Linked DNA regions of Capsicum annuum: region 2 is linked to region 1. A link is a contact called in public Hi-C data. All regions are on one chromosome and are shown on one strand. The core of a region is the stretch at or near the end of the contact, and the rest is flanking DNA. Distances in the headings are between cores, read along the strand shown.

Region 1 (6,610 bases), core at 1,521-4,020:
TGTGTATATATCTTCTATTGACGTATATATTTAACGTATACACGTGTATATGTTTTATAAATTAATGTATAACTCTATAGATAGTGTGTGTATGTATTGTAGTATATATATATTGTAGTATATTTTATTTAAAGTAGTACGTATATATTGAATGGTATGTATATATTTGTATATATCTTCTATAAACTTATATATTTAACGTATACATGTGTATATGTTTTATAAATTAGTATATAACTATATATATAGTGTGTGTATGTATTGTAAAATATATATTGTACTATATTTTATTTAAAGTAGTACGTATATATTGAATGGTACGTATATATGTGTATATATCTTCTATAGACGTATATATTTAACGTATACATGTGTATATGTTTTATAAATTATTATATATATATCATTATATTGTAGTATATATCTTGTAGTATATGTTTTATTTAGAGTAATATATATCTTTAACTAACGTATAGTCGTATACACGATTACATGTGTAATTGTGTATATGTGTATATATTTTTTAAATTTTAATGTAGTATATACTATATATATAGTGTATATATATTGTTTAACGTATTTAAAATGTATATAGGTGGGTATATATAGCATATATTGGAAAAAAAACTTTTTTTTTTATTTTTTGATCGATTTTGACTGAATTTTTAACCAGGTTTGACCGGATTTAGGTGGGTTAGATCGGGTTGGGCTAAGTGGGCCGGTTCAGGATTGTTTTTAAAAAATTTATTGTTGAAACCGGACTCGATCCGGCCCACCTAACCACAACCCGACCCGGCCCACAACCGATTAAATTTCACGGGTCGATTCCGGTTGACCCAACCCGGCCCACTTGACACCATACGTTGCCTCAAATTCGTGTATCATGAAAGAACTTAAATTTTACACTTGCTACAAGAAGACAAAAGAGAAACTAGCTGATTTATTTGCAAAAATGTTGACTAGTACTCTAATTATCTTTGTAACAAGCTGGACATGATCTCTAACTTGAGGGGAGTGCTAAAGAATGCACATAAGCACCATTAGATGTAGTGCATATAGCTTAATACACATAAGCACCCTTAGATGTAGTGCATATAGCTTAATACAATAAGATTTCTTTTGATTCGTTTCTTATTTAGTTTTCATTAATTAGCACTCATTGAATTGTATATATACTTTTTACGTAATGAAGTAATACACAAATTATTCTCCATACTTGATCTATTTCAAAAACTTTGAGAAAACTATTAAAGATTTATAGCTAAAATCAGTTTAGGATTCAAATCTGAAAGAAAACTGAATTAGTTACTTGAAACAGGAAGCACACTTAAAAAACGATAGGAACAACCAATGAAGCTTGCTTAAGCTTGAGTTCAAAAATTGGGTTTTCAAAATCTGAATTTGTTTCAAGTAGGTGTTGTTGAGACGACTTGGTGAAGATCTGAGTTAAAAGGAGGAAGACGAAGTTTCTGCCATGTCTAATTGTGTACATCTTAAGTATATATTTTGTCCGTATATATATGTGTGATATACAGTGATATACATGTGTCGCCGAGACACACTTCAAAATCGATTTCATCTATGAATTTGACTGCTCACAACTCCAAATCACTTTTCAATTTTTGTTAAAGTTGTATATACTATATAGCTCCCAGCGTACTTTCAACATATTCCAGTCACACTTAAAGAAGTCCTTTTCTTTTTTATAAATCTATTGATTGTTGTATATAATCAATAATTTCTTGTTGGAAAAAAAATGGTAATGATATTATGTCTAAGTAATTATACATATTTTAATATTTTGATACGTTTCTCTAAATATTATTACTTTTTTTTTGGAAAAAAAACATAGAATCTGAATTGATTGAAGGACACCAAAAATTGTTCCTCCTTTTTTTTTTTGCCGTAGAGAGAATTATAAACAAAAGTAAACTTTTTTCATCAAATCCAATCATTCTCTTGTAGTAAAAATAATATTTTTTGCGTCTTATATTGTTTTTTTTTCTTTCCAACAAAAGAGAGAATTATAAACAAAAATATTTTTTTTCATCAAATCCAACCATTATCTTATAGTAAAAGTAATTTTTGTGTCTTGTAATAATTCGACGTCTTAAACGTACATTGCACATTCAACTATAGATATATTTTGAAGAAAAGTTTTATTATGTGTCTCACACAATCAATACTAATTATGTCAGTTTTTCTTTTCTGTCTCATAAATTGATGGATTCAAATTTTTTTTGGTTCACAAACTTTGGGTCAATATTTTGTGAAACAAAAAGAAGTTTCACACTCATATAATAAAAAAGTTATTTCAATACTCTAATTTCTTTTGGATATGTAATTTACGAAACTCCTCAAGCCATTTAATTGAAAAATTTAAGAATCCATAAAAACTAAAAAAAGGTCATGTTGATCTTAAAGAATTAAACTAGATAAATTCAAAGTTCTAAACTCATTTCAATTTAAATAGATTTATAATTTGAAGGCAAAATGGTTTAATATACCCCTATATTATGTCAGTTTTACTTCTAGTTACATGTTTATCATCTGAACTCCTCCCACTAAAAAGTAACATTTTTAAACACTTTTTTTGTGAGTGTAAGATACTCTCGCTACGTCAGCTGTCATGTCAGCTTTCACGTCTGTCACGTTAACTTTCACATCATTTTCAGGTATTACATTAAATTTCATGTCATTTTCATTCATAGTTAATTATTATTTTTTTTTGAAAAAATAAATAAAATGGTAACTTATGTTTATTACTCCATTTGCATTGTCCACTTTATTTTACTTTTATGGCTTTGCACCTTCCTCTCTTCTTCTCTTCCTTTACTTTTCAATGCACAAACAAAAGTGAAACATCACTTCAACTCACCTAACGTTCTTTCTTACACCTCTCTAAATCCCTTTATTTCTATCCTTTTTTTTTTTTTTTAAAAAAAATTGCTTCAACAAGCTGTTAAAGAAAATTCTGTAATCATTTTCTTGATTTTTTTTTCTTTGTGTGTGTTGATGGATATTTTTTTTGATGTGTTGTGTGATATTTGATGAATTTGTTGATTTGTTTTGTTAGTTGTGAGTGTTGAATTTTGCATTTTTGAAGTTTTTTTAAAATTGATTTTGTTGTGAATTACTGTGAAATATGGTTCTTCATTTGGATTGTGGAGTGGTTTGTATGGAGATAGATAGATAGAGGGTAGATAAGAAAGTATGAGAAAATCAAAAGGGTGTTTTCATAAAGAAGGAAAGGTGGAATTTTTAATAGTAATCAGTACAAAAAATGGTGAGATTCTGCTTCATGTGTAAACTTTAAAATAAAATTGAAGGGGCCAGTTCTATGATGTTAATCAGTAGAAAAAATAATTAAATTTTGCTTCATGGGTGATGGTATTGTTATATTTATGTTTTCTTTAGATGTAGTATAAAGTGTTAGTGATTTTTTATGATTTTTTTTTGCAGAAAGATATCAGATTTTGAGAAATTTGAATTATTTTGCTTAATCAGTTAGATTTTGATCGCTGATTTTGGATTCAATTGGAGCAATTTGTGTTTCAAGAATCTGCTAAATGGGGATATTTGAAGAGAAGATCAAGAACAAAGAGGTAGGTGATGGAGCTGGGGTGGGGTGGGGGGGCCTGGACGGGGGCTGGGGTGGGTGCGGAGGGGCTGAACGGGGGTTGGGGAAGGGGTTTATTTATTTTTTTAAATTTTTTATTATTTTTAAAACTATTTTATTAAATTAAAAAAAATGGAGAAAAAAAAAAAGGATCTTTTTTAATTTTAATATTATTTTTATTTTTTATAATTATTTTAATATAAAATTAATCAAAACTTGAGCTCACTCGCACTCACTCTAGGCCGGTGCCCTCATCTTAGTCTGTCCTTAATTCTGGTTAACGATCAAAAGTTTTGAAATATACTCACATAGTACAAGGGTTTATTGATTATTTTGCCTAATTTAAAAAAAAAAAAGAATTTAATGTGGGTATCGAACAGCGGAGCATCTTAGTCTATCCTTAGTTCTGATTAACGATCAAAAGTTTTGAAATATACTCACATAGTACAAGGGTTCATTGACCATTTTGCCTAATTTGAAAAAAAAAAGAATTTAATGTGCATATGAACAGCGAAAAAGAAAAGAAAAAAAGAAAAAATTAGTAAAGGCAGATAATGAAATGACACATATTGAAGATATCCTTTTCTTTACTTTCAGGCTTCAATAAGGCAAGTTAAAACCATTAAGCAATCCTAACCAACCCCTACTTTTTAATTTCTTCTCCTTATTAATAGCTATTTTTTAGAATCATCATCCTAAAATGATCCTCTCTCTTCTTTTTTTTTTTTTTTTTGTGATTCTCTTTAGCCTTGAAGAAAACAGTTTTAAGTGAAAAAAGGTGAGAATAAATGTGGCAGAATCAGACCCTCCAGAATTCTTCCTTTAGAGAATCCATCAAAGCCCTTGAAGCTGATGTTCAACATGCCAATACTATGTAACTCTTTATTTAAACTTCCTCTCTTTCTTTTCTCTTTGTTTTTGTTTTCATAATCCAAGTAACGCGAATCTGCTATTTCTGATCAATTTTTCTAGTGTATGTACTTCTTATGAGTTGGTTTGCACATCATTGTCCTTCTTGGGTAGTTAGCATAAAATTTGTAATTTTGATATTGAAATTTGTCTGTTACTTTTACTTGCCACATTTCCATCAATTTCACTAATTTTGGAAGCCAAATTGAATTAGAATAACTCAATATTTAAAATTTTATATTTAGATATTCAAAAAACATATGAGTTGTAATCCTTTTCATATTAATATGCTGAAAAATATCTCATAAAATTTTAGTCAACATTTATGCAATTTGACTCTCAAAAAGCAAAATGTGACAAATAAAAAAGGATTGGAGGGAGTAGTAAAGCAGCTCAAGCTCGAATAATTCCTTTTAACAGAAATTGCCCATTTCCATTTGCATGACGTTTAAAGTTTGATTTTGATATAGTGATATAGATGTTCAACTGGCTCAGATTTATGGTCACAATTGCCATAGTCGTAAATTGTTAAGTAACTAAATGTGCACTCTATCTAATAGCTTAAACTTTTAGATAACATGGTCAACACACATCAACATGGTATTGTGTATTAGACAAAGGTCCTACATTGAAGTCTCGCCACAGCTAAAGAAAATGAGCGAGAAAAATATTTGACGTGTTTGCACTACGGAAAGAGAAGTCAGGCCAACACGTGAGGAGAGGTGTGTTGAAATGCGAAATGATTGAATACTCAAAAGTATGATCTCTCTAATAGTTTTAAGTTTTTAGCATAGATGGTGCACACTTGAACAATTATTGAAGAAGAAATTAAAAGAAACATGTGATATTGTGTTAGCTTATGAAGAATTTGTTTTTGAGGTGGTTCAATTCATTTCTTTAGATATACAACAATTGTTTGAAGAATAGCTAGCTAACAATTGTTTTGTTCACGAGGTGTGTTTTGCAGGGCAGCAGCTCTTCGCCGGGATTTCGATGGGGATTGTGTGCAAATGAAAGTTTCCTATGGTTTTCTTGCCCCCTTCTTGCTATTTCTGATAGAATGGATGGACTATATTTGTTTAGATAATCTGGCTAGTTGTTTAGGCCTCCTTCACATTCTTGTTTACAAGGTGATTTTCGCTTTTACTTCACTTTATTCTTTACAAATTAAAGACAATGCCTAGTGTTGAGTTTTTGGTTGTCTTTGTCCATTTGTTTCACCTTTCAAAGGATATATATATTCAGTATTGCTTCCACAACTGATGTTTTCATCTTTGTAGGTTTATGTTGATGGAATGCCAGCAACGTCCCCACCAGAAAGGAAAGCCACAATTAATGAATTCTATGGTTTGTATTCTTTCCTCGTTTATTCTGCTTTTGGTGCAGAATACAAAAATGAGAGGGAGACAGAAAAGCAAAAGAAAGTTCTCAAATAAGAAGTAATTTTTGAGACATGAGATGAAAGTGAAATTTTGGTGCAATTCAAATGAAGGCAAATAAGACTTAAATTAAAAAGAAAGGCAAAAAATTGAATTTGATAGTTAATACTTGGTTAATCAATTTCATGAAACTACTCCCTTGGTCCAATTTTTGAGAAACTCTTTCCTTTTTAGTCAGTTAATGAGAAGATCTATAGCAACATAAAAATTTATGACTTGTTTTAGACCGCTAGTTCCAGAAGTATTTCTTTCATTCTTAAACTCCTTGCCCAATCAAACATCATCATATAACTTGTGACAGAGAGAGTATTACTTTTCTCCTCTTTCAACTGAATATAAAATGATATGGAAAGGTGTGCCACAATTGCATCAATGCTCAAACGTTGTTGTAAAATCATGCAGCCATTATATATCCTTCACTAATGCAGCTGGAGGGAAATCTAGTGGAACTAATGAAGGAGAATCATAAAGTAACTCAACTCTCTAACACTTCAAATGGGGAAGGGGTGGAAGTGAACAGTCAGTCATGTAAAAGTATACAGGGCGAAGAAGAGGAATGTGGTATATGCATGGAAACTGGCTCCAAGGTGGTTTTGCCTAATTGTAGCCATTCCATGTGTGTTGGTTGTTTTCAAGACTGGTA
Region 2 (6,212 bases), core at 160-2,659, 39 kb before region 1:
TTTGTTAGGGGTCATTTGGTAGAGTATATAAAAATAATGTTGAATAGAGTATATTAGTAATACTTGTATTATTAATACAAGTATTAGTAATGCTGGTATAAGTTACGCATACATTAATTTTACATATTGTTTTGTTTGATGTATTAAAGATAATATATATTTAAATAATTTTTATAAAAAAATATTCGTTTACCAAATTATCCTTCCTTGTACAATTTATTTTCAAGACATAAATGGAATTAGCATCAGCGCCTGATCCTCCACTTCAAATTACTAACTTAATCACTACTAAACCACAATATCGGACAAAAAGATAAAGAGGCAGTAATGAGAAAAACATATGGAGTAGACATGCTACTCCCAGTACACTTCAAATTGCCAATCAAGTCACTGTTACCAAATATCATCTCTAGGAAAATATAATGTTTAGGCCAAATAAGCTGATAAATGTGTCTAGAGATAAAAACTTCATTTATTGAGAGATTTTATAAATACCCATTATTAATCTGGAATAAGCAACTTTGATATGGTGATATGGTGAAAAAGAAAGAGTGTGATATATGGTTGGAAAATGGTAATATGGTGAAAAAGGAAGAGTGAGAGATATGATGGAAAAAGAAAGTAGGAAAATAATTTTAGGTGTAGTAATGTCATTTAACAAATTAATACATGTATTGAAAGTCTTGCATTACTAATACAATAGAGTGTATAATTAGTACAAGTATTAGTTATGCATAGTTTAAAAAATGATACCAAACAAGGTAATACTAACACACAAAAATTAATACATATATTATATTTTTAACACCCTCTACCAAACGACCCTTTAGTGCAACCAAAGACGTGGACAAGATTATACCAGGTTGCTAGCTCGCACTACCTCTAACAAGCAAGATGCGTGGCACGCTTGTATAGACTTTATTCCTTTGGACACTATTGTCAAATTGTGATTAGTCGGGACCTAAATTTGTAAACTATATATAGGACATTCCCCTTACTTGTAAAGGAATCCGCTCCCTTATTCTCTCAATCAATACAATAATTCCTACTTGGTATCTAAATTTTTCTTTGTTTTCTGCGTAGTTAGATAGTTATCTTTGGTTTTGTTAGCATCTCAGACGATGCAATTTTCGCTCTTAATTGTACTCCTGAGGTCTCGTCTCTATTAGACTTGTTTGTTTTTCGTACTCACTTTATTCTTTCATACCTAATTGTTTCGTTTTATCACATAGTAATTTAATCGCTAACAAATGAAATCTAAAATAAGATTGAATCATAATCCTCTTGACGAATCTAAAATTATAAATATATCAAACACACGGTAAATAATTTGGCGCCCATCATAGGGCGGTAGGGCCAGAGCAACTGTGTGGGTTTAAATTTGCTTCTCTTTGTTAGCTGCTCGTGTTTTTGATTTGTAGGAACAAGGCTGGTTATGACAGAAACCTCAGGCGTTGCTCTCTCAGCTCCCTAATTATAGATCTGATTAAAAGAATTGCCACCTGGAATAACAGGTCATGGACCTCTAAAAGTCTTTGAACGAAACTCAAATTTCCAGTCGATCGATGCATAACGACGACTCAAAACTCTTAAAGGCGGTGGATGAGTCGTCAAGGCTTGGGGTCACAAAGCAATAAAGGAGAATAGGTTTCACTGACGGTTTAGACCCTAAAAGCTCTCTTGCCTCTCTCCTACTGAAACAAAGCTTGCTTTTCAACAAGTCTTCAGTGCGAGGAGAATGTAACTAATGAAAGAGAGGAATCAAGCATAGCGAGGATTCCAACTTTGGGGAAGGGTGGATGTCTCTACACTAATAAGAAAAGATCAAGAGAAGATGAGAGCGATAGACTAGAGGATATGGCTTTTGGGAAAGAGACCTAGATTAGCCAAAAAGATCACACAACAGTGCTCTGGTGATATCTTTGATAATCGATAATTATGAGTAAAACGCATGTTGATAAATCGAAGAAGTTTAGCCAACCTCATGCATAAGTAGGTCCTCGAGAAGAAAGGGTCAATTGTCGTGGTGGTTCTGTCGACTAAAATGCTCATGGGCTTCAATATGCCAACAAAGACACGAAGAGATAGTTGAGATGAAACATGATACCGTTAGATGTGGTCACTCGCTTTGATATTCTCAATAGGGACATATGATACAACGCCATTTTGGGAAGGCCATAGATTCATGTTATGGAGGTTGGATCATCGACATATCACCAAGTGATAAAGTTTTCCACACCGATGGGGTGAAGTATATAAAGGGAGACCTAAGGGCCATCGAAGAGATGTATGCCATTGTGCCAGGCAAAAAAGATCTGCATATATTGGAACTCACCTCTCCAAGAAAGCCAAGAAGGGAACCACATAAGGCAAAAGAGGTGAATAAAGGCTGGTATGAGGCACACGAGCCTGTTACGTCCCGAACGAATGGGATGCTATTAAGTCAAAGACAGAAGAGCTCGAGCAGGTGCCTCTCTTCCATGAAATCCCAGAAAAGAGGGCACACATAGGCACAAGACTGCACCATAAGCTCAGGCAAGATTTTGTCAGATTCCTTAAGACTAATGTTGACTGTTTTTCATAGACTTATTTCAACACTACATGCATTCCTCTGAAAGTGGTTAGGCACAAGCTGGGAACATATCCTAATTTCCACCCATGAAATAGAAAAAAGCATCCATCTTAACAGAAAAGAATAGGTTTGTCAAAAAAAAAGATAACATATTTCTTGAACATAGGATCCATCTGAAAGGTAAATACCCAAAATGGTTAGCCAATGTGGTAGTGGTACCCAAGAATCCACATAAATTTCAAAGGTTCATAGATTTTAAAGACTTAAATGAAGCATGTCTCAAAGATTCTTATCCCGTGCCAAACATTGATCAAATGATCTATGCTACAGTCGGGCATAAAATGATAAGTTTTCTCAAAGCATACTCTGAGTAAAACTAGATGCAAATAGACCTGGAGGACCAAAAGAAGACTTCTTTCATCACTAACTATGACACATATTATTACAATGTGATGCTCTTTGGCTGAAGGAATGTGGGATCACGTATCGGTGGATGGTGAATCGAATATTCAAGAAACAAATTGGAAAAACTATGGAGGTTTACATCAACGACATTCTTGTCAGGATGAAGGATGCTAAGGACCATCTAGTGCATCTGCATTAAATTTTTGACATCCTACAAAAGCATAACATGAAGTTAAACTCTAAAAAATATGCTTTTAGGGTAGGATTTGGGAAGTTTATGGCATTTCTCATATTAAATAAAGGGATTGAGGCTAATGCGTATAAAATTAAATTAATAGAAGAGATCACTAAGATGCTTAAAGATGTCAAGGTAGTATAGAGGTTGACTCGGCCAGTAACAACTCTTAGCTATTTCATATCAAAATTGTCAAAGAGGTGCCATTAATTCTTCCTTTTTAAGAAAGAATAGTCAGTTCGAGTGGAGCCTCGAATGTTAGCTAGCCTTCCAGAAGTGGAAAGCTTATTTATCAAGCCTATCTTTGCTGGCAAAGCTCTAGGAAAGGGAGTAGTGGTTTCTATATTTGGCCATAACAGAGGTTGCAGTAAGTGTGTTGCTTGTTCAAGAAGAGAAAGGTACATAGTTTTCTATTTATTATGTTAGCAAGAACCTACTTAGTGTGGAACTTGGTATTCACATTTTGAGAAGCTAGTGTTAACTGTCATAGAGGTTTCTTGCAAGCTCAAGCCCTATTTCTCATGTCATTCAATATGGTAGTTACCACCTATTTGCTCCAAAAGGTTTTTCACAAACCCATGCTCTTAAGGAGAATGGTTAAGTGGTTTGTTGGGCTAAGCAAATTTGCTATTGAATACAAGCCCTGAATGGTTATTAAATCCTAGGTTTTGTCTGACTTTACAGATGAATTCAACCTCGAGATGGCTGTATAGGCCAAATAAAAAGGCGTGTTGGCTTTGGGAGCCAGTACAAAACTTAGAACCTAGACACTAATGGGGCTTCGAGTGAAAGAAAAATTAGCTTGGAAGTGGTTCTAGTCACTCTAAAGGGGGAAAAATTGAGACAGCCCATCATCTGTGTGCAACTTAATAACAAAGAGGTCGAGTATAAGGCCTTTCTTGTAGGTTTAGGTCCTGCTTAAGGACTAGAACGAATACCATTAATGTATTTTGTGAGACACAACTTTTCATGAACCAAATTATAAGAACTTACTAGGTAAAATATAGACGAATATTGAGATACATCGTGAAGGTTCAAAATCCTCTATCCCAGTTCAACAACTGGGAGATAAAGCAAATTCTTTGAAAGTAAAATGATAGGTGGATGCGTTGTCCAGTCTAGGGTCCGTGACTCCAGTAGAAGATTTAGCAAAAGGCATTGTGGTGCAACATTTACGTTGGGCACTCTAAGCTCCAGTGTAATAAGAGGTAAATTCAGTCAATTCTATTTAGCATTGGAGGAACAAATATGCAAATTATCTAAAAAATAGAGAGCTTCCAGCAGATGCCATAGCCTCACAGGCCCTCTGAATAAAGGTTGCCAAATTTTGTTTGGTGGATGATAATCCTTACATGAGATCATATCTAGGCCCTCTATCTAAGTACTTGGTACTAGGAGATACCAACTATGTGTTAAGAGAAATACACGAAGGGGCGTGTGACAATCATTCCAAGATGGACTCGCTTGTGCTTAAAATAATGAGAGTCGGTTACTATTGGCCTCTAATTGAGGAAGATGCTAAATGTTTCATCATAAAATATGAAACTTTTTAGCATTTTTCACCCAAAATTCACTAGCCTAGAGAGCATATGCATGCAATGGCCACTCTATGGCCCTTTATGATGTGGGAAATATATATCGTAGGACCTTTGCCACCAGCTTTGGGATAGGTAAAATTTTTGCTTACAATGACTGATTATTTATCCAAATGGATCAAAGTAGGGGCTTTCAAACAAATGTAGGAGTAAAAGATGATAGACTTAATTTGGGATCACATAACCTGCCGCTTTGGAATATTAAAAAAGATCATATGTGATGACGACCCTCAGTTTGTTGGAGCTAAGGTGACTGAATTCTTGGTTGGGATGCACATCAAATGGATCACTTCCACTCTTTATCACCTGAATGAAAATGGGCAACAAAACGGTGTCGCTAAACCTCACGAAAAATTGGAAATTCAAAAGGGTTGTTGGGTGGAAGAACTGTCAGTGCTGCTCTAGGCACACAAAATGATGGGGAATTCAAACACAAGTAAAACTCTATTATTGTTGGTGTATAGGGTTGAAGCTCTAATCCCAATTGAAGTGGGCGATCTTAGTCTCCACTTTATATAACTAGATGATGGTAAAAATATCAAAATTATGAGAAAAAATTGAATTTGTTAGATGAGCATGGGAGGTCACTTTTACCCAAACGGATGCACAAAAATAAAGAATGGAGAGATATTACAATCGCTAGATAAAGCTCTCATATTTAAAAGTATGGATCTAGTATTGAGGAATATAACTCTCGGGTGCTCGAAACCCAAACAAAGGAAAGTTAGGCTCCAAATGGGAGGGACCCTACTAAGTAACCAGTCTAGGCAAAAAAGGCTCCTACTAGCTAATTGACCTTGATGGCAATAAGAAACAAAACAATCGGAATTTCAGCTATCGAAAGAGATTTTAATGCTGTAAATATTGACATTGGCAAGACGCCTCATCTTATATGACAATATGTACCACACTCATTTTTTCTTTGCACGATTTTTGTCCTAAGATTAGTTCTTCTTTGGCAAGGTTTTTAACGAGTATGCACCATACATATTGGGAGAAAGAATTATGGACGACCCAAAAACTGTGACATCTTGAGAAAGGTCAAAATCCTACAGATTGTCGCCTTGAGGTCTCAAAAAGTAGCAAGCTAAGGACTGTCAGGCAATGTTACCCAATGCCAGGTCAAGCATGCTGGGGCGGAGCCAGTCTTTTTTAGGGGGTTCGAACAAACCCCCCTTCGACGGAAAAATATATTATTTATACATGATTAAAATTATTTTTTATGTAGTTATAGTAGGTGTTGAACCCCCTTCAACTAAGTTTTCTTTGAATATTGAACACCCTTAATTGAAATTCTGACTCCGCCTCTGCATATTGAACTCCCTTAGTTGAAATTCTGGCTACGCCTCTGCAAACATGTGCTTATCGTAAAAAGCCCTACACCTATCTAGCAGTAAAGTTCTCA

Evidence for each region. Hi-C and Micro-C count contacts between places; a contact is called where the count stands out from the background.
Region 2: a contact with region 1 is called in a Hi-C map of leaf, with 2.1 times the contacts expected there. The contact joins the enhancer-like site here to the promoter of LOC107848034 in region 1. A contact is called at or near these places in 4 of 5 Hi-C or Micro-C datasets (leaf, pericarp and placenta).

The regions. Positions count from the first base shown.
Region 1 is chr11:76,382,330-76,388,939 of UCD10Xv1.1, reverse strand. LOC107848034 (E3 ubiquitin-protein ligase AIRP2) reads left to right here and starts at 2,770. Exons shown (of 7, transcript XM_016692689.2): 1 at 2,770-3,286; 2 at 3,463-3,605; 3 at 4,367-4,493; 4 at 5,496-5,658; 5 at 5,809-5,875; 6 at 6,370-6,607. The coding sequence starts at 4,408.
Region 2 is chr11:76,420,823-76,427,034 of UCD10Xv1.1, reverse strand. It overlaps LOC124888471 (a long non-coding RNA gene), which reads right to left. Exons shown (of 2, transcript XR_007046688.1): 2 at 2,783-3,188. Among protein-coding and RNA genes, the nearest start is that of LOC107847795, 5.4 kb to the right of the region's middle. Within about 2 kb of position 1,409, at least 5 of the 5 cell types and tissues checked have an H3K27ac peak or open chromatin away from gene starts, as enhancers often do. A contact at or near this core is called in leaf and pericarp, where this site is marked.